3 separate regions of the Mus musculus genome follow, and all the other regions are linked to region 1. A link is a contact called in public ChIA-PET and Hi-C data. All regions are on one chromosome and are shown on one strand. The core of a region is the stretch at or near the end of the contact, and the rest is flanking DNA. Distances in the headings are between cores, read along the strand shown.

What was found. A called contact is a pair of places that touch in the nucleus more often than the background predicts. ChIA-PET counts read pairs in DNA pulled down with a chosen protein or histone mark.
Region 2: a contact with region 1 is called in an RNA polymerase II ChIA-PET map of memory CD8 T cells, with 13 read pairs. The contact joins the promoter of Cox6a1 here to the promoter of 1500011B03Rik in region 1. A contact is called at or near these places in 5 of 115 datasets of contacts at active chromatin or transcription factors (effector CD8 T cells, large pre-B cells, memory CD8 T cells and 2 more) and 2 of 9 other capture datasets (liver and pancreatic islet).
Region 3: a Hi-C map of B cells shows a contact between it and region 1, with 8 read pairs. The contact joins the promoter of Rplp0 here to the promoter of 1500011B03Rik in region 1. A contact is called at or near these places in 2 of 39 promoter capture datasets (the C10 cell line and pre-B cells), 1 of 484 Hi-C or Micro-C datasets (B cells) and 2 of 115 datasets of contacts at active chromatin or transcription factors (bone marrow-derived macrophages and memory CD8 T cells).

What each region holds. Positions count from the first base shown.
Region 1 is chr5:114,812,675-114,815,826 of GRCm38.p6, forward strand. 1500011B03Rik (RIKEN cDNA 1500011B03 gene) reads right to left here and starts at 1,302. Exons shown (of 2, transcript NR_027817.1): 1 at 1,106-1,302.
Region 2 is chr5:115,347,169-115,350,509 of GRCm38.p6, forward strand. It overlaps Cox6a1 (cytochrome c oxidase subunit 6A1), which reads right to left and starts at 1,790. Exons shown (of 3, transcript NM_007748.5): 1 at 1,671-1,790; 2 at 1,397-1,539. The coding sequence starts at 1,779.
Region 3 is chr5:115,557,290-115,560,730 of GRCm38.p6, forward strand. It overlaps Rplp0 (ribosomal protein, large, P0), which reads left to right and starts at 2,178. Exons shown (of 7, transcript NM_007475.5): 1 at 2,178-2,250; 2 at 2,498-2,599. The coding sequence starts at 2,546.

The DNA of each region.
Region 1 (3,152 bases), core at 52-2,551:
CAGCACACAGGGGTGCAAGCGCTGGCTCCCAAGCCTAGAACTGACCCCAGGAAAAGCAGCTTCCTGAGGACCAGATGTAGACACTCGACTCGCCAGCAAGAAGGACGCCAAAACAGGATTCTTCTGCATACATTTATTGGGAGAGCTTGATAGTGAAAGCGAAAGACCCCGAGGCCAAAAACCAGTGCTGCTTATATAGGCCTAGGATAGGCATGTCTACACCAGATTGGTTATGCTTTCAGTACCTCATTTACATGCTTCGGGTCAGGCAGTGACTAGGCTAAAAGAAAACTCTACTGCACATGGGCACATTGGTTGTTTACCCATATTCATGGGTAAACATATTCATAAACAAAATCACTCCCACCCATTCCTTAAAGTGAGAAAATGCAGAGGTAAGCCAAGAGGTAAAGCCTCCAAGGGTCACTAGTTCCACTCTGGTTCAATTAAGGTTCAGGATCTGTATCTGCAGCTCCGTGTGCAACCTGTCCAGCTCCTGCGACCAGTTCCCCTTCAGATAATTCGATAAATCTGTACGTTTAATAAAAGAATATTAACATACCTAATGGGAGTAATGCACATATGCAGGGTTGATGCCACACAACTCATTTGTAGGACATCCATCATCTGTTCCATGTTATGTTGTAAAACATCCACTCTTTGATTCACTAACAATAACCCTGAGGCGATATGAGAATCACCACTTGTAGAGGCCCAACTCGCCAGCAAGAAGAACAACACAACAGGATTCTTCTGCACACATTTATTGGGAGAGCTTGATAGTAAAAGCGAAAGACCCCAGGCCAAAAACCAGTGCTGCTTATATAGGCCTAGGATAGGCGTGTCTACACCAGATTGGTTATGCTTTCAGTACCTCATTTACATGCCTCAGGCCAGGCAGTGACTTGGCTGAAAGAAAACTCTACTGCACATGGGCACATTGTTTACCCATATTCATAGGTGTCGGCTTATTGAAATCAGCGCCATCTTGTAATGGCGTTTATTGGCTTCCCACAACCAGAGGCTAGGCCGGCCTGCGCCCCGCACAAGCTCCCCACGCCCGGATCCGGCTGCAAACGCGCACCCTCCCCACCGCACCGCTTACCCAGGCTCTGCCTCCGCAACACCGCGTAGGGCTGGCTTTGCTCCGGCGGCACCCCCGGGCTCGGGGCCTCGGCTCGCCCTAGCAGGAGGCTGCAGAGCATGGGCAACAGCCGCATCCATCCTGAGCGCAGCATCACTGAAACCCGCACTGCACGGAGCGCGGGGACGCCGCTTCCGCCTTAAGCCCCGCCCCTAGACGTTGCCGTTTTTCCGAGGTCCGCCCACTCCGCTCGCGCAGTTGCCACGGAAACAGGGCGGGTGGGGGGGCGAGGGGAGGAGCCATCCCGACCAACTTCGGGGGTGGGGTGGTGAATTATGGTTCTGCGCAGAGGGTTCCAAAGCTGTGGCAAGCGCTCGCGTCGGGCTTCCCCGTGGAAGGCTTTGCTTTACACATTCATACATTCATACATTTTCGTATTAGTCAATGCAGTCCGAAGAAAGAGACACCGTAATCTCATTTTTGAAAACTGTAAGTTATTTTAAACAATATTTTCTTAAATGCTTTATTTATTATTATATATAAGCACACTGTAGCCATCTTCAGACACACCAGAAGACGGCGTCAGAAATCACTACAGATGGTTGTGAGCCACCATGTGGTTGCTGGGATTTGAACTCAGGTCCTACAGAAGAGCAGTCAGTGCTCTTACCTGCTGAGCCATCTCTCCAGCCTGAAAAGTGTAAGTTTTATGTATGTATTTTGCTTCCTTTTGAGAAAGGGTTTCTCTGTGTAGCCCTGCCTGTTGGAACTCACTCTGTAGACCGGGCTGACCCAGAACTCAGAAATCCTGCCTGCCTCTGCCTCTCAAGTGCCCCAAATTCATACAGATCTGCCTGCCTCTGCCTCCCGAGTGCTGGGATTAAAGGCATGCACTAACATGCCTAGCCTATACAATCATTTTTAAGGTTTAGTTTATGTACATGAGTGCTTTGCTTGCATGTGTGTGTGCACTGCATGGGTGCCTGGAGCTGGTGAAGGCTAGAAGTAGTGTGTGTTCCTCTGGAACGGGAGTTACAGATAATTGTGAACCTCCGTGTAAGTGCTGGGAACTGAACCCAGGTCCTCTGGAAGAGCAGTAAATGCTCTTAACCGCTGACCATCTCGTAGCCCCTTTTATACAATCTTAAAATCATACTGGCTGATCTCACTCTTGCTATGATGGTGACATAACGTAAAATTAATCATTTTAGCTACTTTTTTTTTTTTTTAGTTTTATAGCAAGACAGGGTTTCTCTATATGGCTCTGGCTGTCCTGGAACTCACTTTGTAGACCAGGCTGGCCTTGAACTCAGAAATCCTTAGCTACTTTTTAATACAATTCAGCTGTATTAGGCTAAATATAAACCAACACATATAGACCATTTCCAGAACCTTCTCATCATCTCAAACAGAAACTCCAAGCCCATTAGACCATAACACAACTATCTCCCCTGTCCCCATCACCTAGTGACCCATTTTATTTCTGGCCCCTGCATACTTATCTATTCCATATCAATAGGTCATTATCATATAAGTGGGATGTACATTTGCCTATTTGGGTTTTTTTGGTTTGGTTTGGTTTGGTTTTGGTTTTTCAAGACAAGGTTTCTCTGTGTAGCCCTTGGTTGTCCTGGAACTCACTCTGTAGACCAGACTGGCCTCGAACTCAGAAATCCACCTGCCTCTGCCTCCCGAATGCTGGGATTAAAGGCGTGTGCCACCACGCCCGGCTCTGCCTATTTGTTGAATAACTATTTTCGTGTTTTCTAAGCTAAACGGCATTGAAGATTGAGTAGACACAGAAGCAGATGAGACTATAATGTCACCAAAATCTTGGCATCCGGATTGGCCTCTTCAGGAGCTACATATTCACCTTCCGGAGGTTGGAACTTTATCTCAGATGAAGAGGTGCAAGATGGGTCGAGTGTGTAGGACCAGAAGGCAAATAGGAGAATTAAAGCCATCTGTGGCTAACGTAGCCATGAAATTATGGCGAGTGATTTGTTGCAGCAATGGAAAATACAGATTAACATTCCTTTCATCTCAGAAACAATCCAGAAAATAAACA
Region 2 (3,341 bases), core at 540-3,039, 530 kb after region 1:
ACCTGGAACACTAAATAGAACAGTCTAATCAAAAACTTACAACGCTCCTCTTGCCTCTGCCTGCAGTGCTGGGGTTACAGCATGTATGACTCTGCCAATCATAGTTTTGTCTGATTTTGAGACGGGTCTCTTTATGTAGCCCTGGATGTCCTAGAATGTGCTATGTTGACCACCTGCCTCTGCCAGCATGAATATTATTCTGTGTACATCTCTGTGGGTATATGCACGAGTGTAGGTGTACACAGAGACCAAAGATATCATCCCTGCCTGCAGCTGGGGCTAAAGAATGTTGTGAGCCACCCACTGGAAACTAGGCTCTTCTGTAAGAGCAGCAGCACTCTACACCACTGAGCCCTCTCTCCTGTCCCTTCCCCTCCATGTTTGAAAAGCATTGCTCTTGGTCAATAGCTCACAACCATTTTTGGCTTTCTGTGGTAACCCCATTTAGCCCAAGCTAATCTCCATTTCATAACGTGGCAGAGAATAACCAGCAACTACTACTGATAGAAACTTCCTGATAGCTACTACTGAGAAAACGCTTGTTTTCTGACCCCAAGTGCCAGGGGCGGGATATGGGAGCATTATCTAGAGGCCTTAGGAGGGGGGTGCTACTGCCACCTAGTGGGCAGAGCCCCAAGGCAAGGCTGCTGTCAAACACCTTTTCTTTTTCTGAGAAAGTCTCCCCCCTGGCTGTCCTGGAGCTCACTTTGTAGACCAGACTGGCCTTGAACAAGACATTGGCTCTCTTTGGCCTCTCAAGTGCTGAGGCTGTACGGGAACGGCATGGAGCCTTCTGGGTTGTAAAATTGAAGTCTAGAATAAGTTTCTGCAAGGCCAGTCTTAGGTGAATTAGGTGATACAGTGGAAGACGGGCTTGTTAAAATACATCATGAGACATTATAACTGTCTTTTTTTTTTTTTTTTTTTTTTTTTTGGTTTTTCGAGACAGGGTTTCTACACGAACAGCCAAGGCAAAGAACTGATAAAACGACAGGCACTGTGAGAACCAACGGGCAGTCTGTGCTTAAGCCTACGCCAATCGCCCGGATCCCGGATCACCTTCAGGATTTGCGGCTATAAAGGGACACCCCAAACCTCCAAACTTTCCCGCAGGAAGCTAATAAAGTGCACCATTGGACAAAAGGTGACAAGTTGGAGGAGCTGAAAGCCCGCAGGCATTTACTGGGTGGCCTTTTAAGAAAACCGAGCCACGACCTACAAACTGGCTTCCCTTCCGTCAAACGAAGAGTAAATAAAATATTCTATCTGCACGGACGGACAGGCAGCCAAGATCCTAAAACTCCCCCAAGGGCTGGGCCAGGGGAGTGGACAACCCCGCAATAACGGATGCCTGGAGGACGGACGGACAGACGGACAGTAAAGGCGCAGCGCCTACCTTGGTCCTGATGCGCAGGTGAGGGTAGGCAACGAACGGGGGTCTCTCGTGCTCTTCGTGCCGCGACTTGAGGAACACGTTGAGCATGCTCACTCCCACCCCGGGCAGCGCCACGAAGTAGGTGAGGGCCTTCCACATCCGAGCTGCGGCGGGGGCCACAACGTCAGCCTCGGCCGCTCCCTCCCGCCAAGGTCACCGCCCCGGGCTCCGGCCCCGCCACGCCGCCGCACGCCACCCGCCGAGACCCCACGCCCATCCGAGAGCCCCCGGGTACCTGAACCCTCCTCGCCGTGGGCGCCACTCGACATGGGCCGCCTCAACCCGGGGAGGGCCCGGCCCAGCGGCCGAGAGACCCGAGACGCTGACAGCACCGCCGACGCCATCATGGAACTACACCGGCGCGCCGGAAGCGGAAATGGGGACGGGCGAAGGGGGCGGGACAAAGACGCCGAACGACGTTCCTATTGGGCAACGCCTTCTCAGACCTGGCTAGGAACTCCAGCGCCTGCGCACTTTATCCGTCCCTGGGGCGGCTGGAGCGAGAGCGCGCATGCGCCCCGTTCCTGTGCCCCATCTCCCTGCTTGTCAGCGCCTAGGTGAGGATGTCCGCGGAACTGAACTTTTGCGAGCTTTTCTGGTTTTAATCGCTCCCTTCTTTGGAGTCCCTGGACAGGATCTGAAGTGCGGAGAACAAGTCACGTTAGCGGAGGCGCCATTCTCTTTCCTCGCTCGCTGCCTTCTAATTCCGCGATTTCCCAGGCCCTCGACAGCCCTGTCCTTGTCGTTATCATTGTCCCTATCGCTCTTAAAGACCGTTGTTATTCTCTTCCGTTGTGCCCTACATAGACTGTAAAGTCCGCAGTGCTTAGATTTTTGCCAGCGCTGCATCCCGAGAGTTACCCGAAATCTTTCATGGCAAGTAGCAGGTGCTTTATGCAATTTAATGAATGAATGTATGAAACCGTGTATTAATGAGTCAAGGAACAGACCCAGGAACCAGTAAGGACCCTGCAATTGCCAGCAAATCTGGACTTTGTTTAGCTCCATATCCTCAGCGTTTGTTCAATGTTCCTGCTCCCGCTTTGAATACTACACACATCTGTTAAATTTTGTCTGTAGAACTTTACAAATATCTCCTTTTTCCCTTTTTATTTATTTATTTGTTTATTTATTTATTTATTTATTTTGGTCTAAAAGCCTCGCATCTTTAATGCTAGTATCTGCGAGGAAGACGCAGATGGAACTGACCCCAGGCCAGCCTCCTCTACAGAGTTCTAGGCTATCCAGAGGCTGCATAGTGAGACCCTGTCTCCATAAAAACAAAAACAACAAAACACGCTGTACTGGTTAGTTTTGTGTCAACTTGACACAGCTGGAGTTATCACAGAGAAAGGACCTTCAGTTGAGGAAATGCCTCCATGAGATCCATCTGTAAGGCATCTCAATTAGTGATCAAGGGGGAAAGGCCCCTTGTGGGTGGGACCATCTCTGGGCTGGTAGTCTTGGGTTCTATAAGAGAGCAGGCTGAGCAAGCCAGAGGAGGCAAGCCAGTAAAGAACATCCCTCCATGGCCTCTGCATCAGCTCCTGCTTTCTGACCTGCTTGAGTTCCAGTCCTGACTTCCTTTGGTGATGAACAGCAGGGTGGAAGTGTAAGCTGAATAAACCCTTTCCTCCCCAACTTGCTTCTTGGTCATCATGTTTGTGCAGGAATAGAAACCCTGACTAAGACACACGCCAAGTGAGGTGGCTCATAAGAGTGAGATGGGGTAGGAAGATTGCTGTGAGTTAGAGACTAGCCTGGGCTGTAGAATGAGACCCTGTCTCCGCTCACACACCCCTAAGTTTAAAATGTTTGTGTATATGGTACTGTTTTGAGAGACGGAGGTAGGGAATCTCTAGTTAGAGGCCAGCCTGGACCACGTCTATAGTCTGAGATTAGCCTT
Region 3 (3,441 bases), core at 928-3,427, 750 kb after region 1:
AAGGACATTGGAAGAAGGGAGTCTTGCTCTTGCTCTCTTGCCTGCTTGCCGTGTGTGACTGAGCTAGATCCTTGGACTCCCATTCACAGCTACTACTGAACCATTGTTGGGAATTCGGCTGCAGACTGTAAGTCATTAATAAATTCCTTTACTATATAGAGACTATCCATAAGTTCTGTGACTCTAGAGAACCCTAACTAATATATATTGGTGTACGACAGTTAGGGTATTTATAGTGTCAGAGTCAGGATGTCTTTGGAAATGTAACGTAGCCATTATGTATGCACTTGGAAAAGTGCGTTTAGAGAAAGAGAGACATGGGGTTTGGATTTGACTGTGGAGCACAGTGGGGCCCACACAGTGGCCTTTGAACCTGTTTCTGCAGCCTTCTGAAATCATCAGGTGATTTAAACACTCTGGGCGCTTTCTTGTGGATAAAGTATTGCACCTCAGGACTTGGGGGGTGGGGATGGGGTGACGGTGGTAGCTTCAGGAACATGCACCAGCACTTAGTGCTGAGCATGGGGAATCCTTGTCATTAAAGAGCGACCTCAGCAGCCACTGATGCCTGCAGTTCTCAAACTGGACTGATCTTCAAAGGCACCAGGAAGCTTTAAAACAACAGACTGCTTGTTTAGCATGAACAAGGCCCTAGGTTCAATATCTTCCCCCATATATACACACTTATTTATATATGGATATTTATTTATTCATGGGTCTGGGAAGATGGCTCAGCAATTAAAAACAAGGCAGGAGTGAGACTGTCTCAGTAAAACAATTATCCAAATAATGTTGAACGACTGTGTGTGTATATATATAATGTGTATATATATATATATATATTATATATATATATATATATTATATATATATATATATATATATATATATATATGTGAAGAAGCTAGTTTTATGTATCGATTTTCTCCCGTATCCCTGGAAGGGAAAGCAAACGGTCAATAAAGTGGAAGTGCTTTTTAAGACAACACAGCAAGCGGCAGAACAAAGTTATGGATCCGGGTCTCATCTGGCCGCATGCCCTGCGTTTTGCCTGCTCAACAAATACTTATCTGCCCACTGTCTGGCAGGCACAGAATAAAATCTCTGCCCTGTGGAGCTTACCTTCCTGCAGGGAGAGGCTGACAAGCAGAATGTGGTGAATTATACAGCGAGTTAGATGGTGTAAGTGCTGCAGGAGAAGGTGGGAGAGTAAGGGAGAGTAGGTTTGGTTTTGCCCCCGCCCTTAAAATTTGAAATCAAGAATCAGGGCAGGTCTCCTTGAGTAGATAGCATTTGCAGCAAGATGTGGGGGAGGTGAGTTTCTCTGACCGAAGCTGGCCAGCACCATTCAAAAAGCTGTGAAGCCGGTGGTGGTGGCGCACACCTTTAATCCCAGCACTTGGGAGGCAGAGGCAGGCGGATTTCTGAGTTCAAGGCCAGCCTGGTCTACAAAGTGAGTTCCAGGACATCCAGGGCTATACAGAGAAACCCTGTCTCGAAAAACCAAAACCAAAACCAAAAAAAAAAAAAGGCATACTCTTGAAGGGGATAAAAGGGCAAAGGGATCAGGCGAGAGGCAAACACATCAGTAGGAAAGCAAGAAAACAGATTGCGACAGTGGAAACAGTCGTGTGGGACCTTGAGAATAGTCTACGTTTTAGGCGTTTACTCAGAGAAAACGGCAATCTTTGATTAACTTTGTGCGGGTGAAGATGTAGGTTTTGAAAGGAAGAACAAAACGGGCAGTGGTGGCGCACGCCTTTAATCCCAGCACTTGGGAGGCAGAGGCAGGCAGATTTCTGAGTTTGAGGCCAGCCTGGTCTACAAAGTGAGTTCCAGGACAGCCAGGATATACAGAAAAACCTAAAAAAATAAAAAATAAATAAATTAAAAGAAAGAAAAAAGAATGGAAGAACAAGAGGAGACTAGAGCATCAGCTAGGGTTTCGCAGAAAGTTGTTTTGCTGTACTGACTCGGTGACGCTGCAGGGCGGCTCCGACCCAGCAGAGGGCAGCAGGTCTGAAAGCGCGCCTCCTGCGGCCGGGTGCTGTCTTTACTTTCCCGACTTGCTGGAGTGGCAGCGGTCTCAGCCAATAGACGCGCATGTTTATTGAGTGAGGCAGGACAGTCGATGGAACCAGCCAATAGGCATGGACGACGTCGTCTTCGGGTTTCGAGGACCGCCTGGTTCTCCTATAAAAGGCACACGCGGGCATGCGGCCCGTCTCTCGCCAGGCGTCCTCGTTGGAGGTTGGGGGGTTGTTTTGTTGTGGGAGGGCGGCAAGAGCGCGGGGACGTTGCGGGTGGGAGCGATGGGCTCGGGAAGGATCGCGGCCGGGCTCTGCCCGTCCGGTCTACCGCCTGGCTTGTCGGATCGCCCGCGCTGCTGGCGGCCGCAGCCCGGGGCCCAGCTCTGGCGTGGCCGGCTTGGCCTAGGCCTGGGATCGGGGCCGGTGTTGGGGTTACCGGGCTCAAGCTGCCCCCTCTCTCTCCCCAGTGACATCGTCTTTAAACCCCGCGTGGCAATCCCTGACGCACCGCCGTGATGCCCAGGGAAGACAGGGCGACCTGGAAGTCCAACTACTTCCTCAAGATCATCGTAAGTGTGGAGCGGGCCGGGGACGCGCGGCTTCCGCCTCCGGGTCTTCCCGGGGCGGTCGTTGGCCACGCGCTTTAACAGAGTTTGGGCATCCTGGGGAAGTTCTGTAGTCTTGGGATCTCCCCCCCCCCCCCCCGCGTTCCAGAACTAGCTCGCTCACCCAGTTTTTCATCTCGTCGAGCCCTTCGCGTTTGTGCAAAGGGCTGAGACTGGAGTGATTCATCTTGTTGCCCATCTGAGACCTGCCAGTCAGGCTGCTGTTGAGTGACTTAATTACAAAAGGCCTTTGAGGTGGCTTTGAACCAGAGCTACCAGACTTTGTAGGTACCAGTCTGTTTTAGTTAACTTTTCTTTTTTTTTTCCGAGACAGAGACAAAGATTTTTGGGTCTGGTAGTACCTTTTATATTTCACAACCTAAGATCCCCCGACCTCTCTATAATTTGTTTTCTGTGCTTTTTAAGTCTGTCTCTTCCCTGATCAGAGTCACTTTGGTCACCCAGGCACGCCTTATTTAAAAAGTAAAGCTTAAGATTTACTTGAGGCAAGTCTTCCCCCTATAGCTCTGGCTGGCCTCGGATTAGCAATTAAGCCTTACCTGTCTTTACAGGTGTGGCACCACACCCAGCTAAAAGTTAATTTTTGGCTGTGACAGTAATTTTGTGATACTCGTAACCAGCAAGGAAGCTGGATCAGATAAAGACAGACGTTGGGCTCGGGTGGCTGGCTCCTAGCGAGAAGTGTCACACCTAGGGTGAAGCAATGGGGAGGTAGAGGTAGCAGGGTTTCGGGTTTTGCTGGGTATTTTTTGTTTGTTTTCCTCTCAATGTAGTTTTTCCTGGCT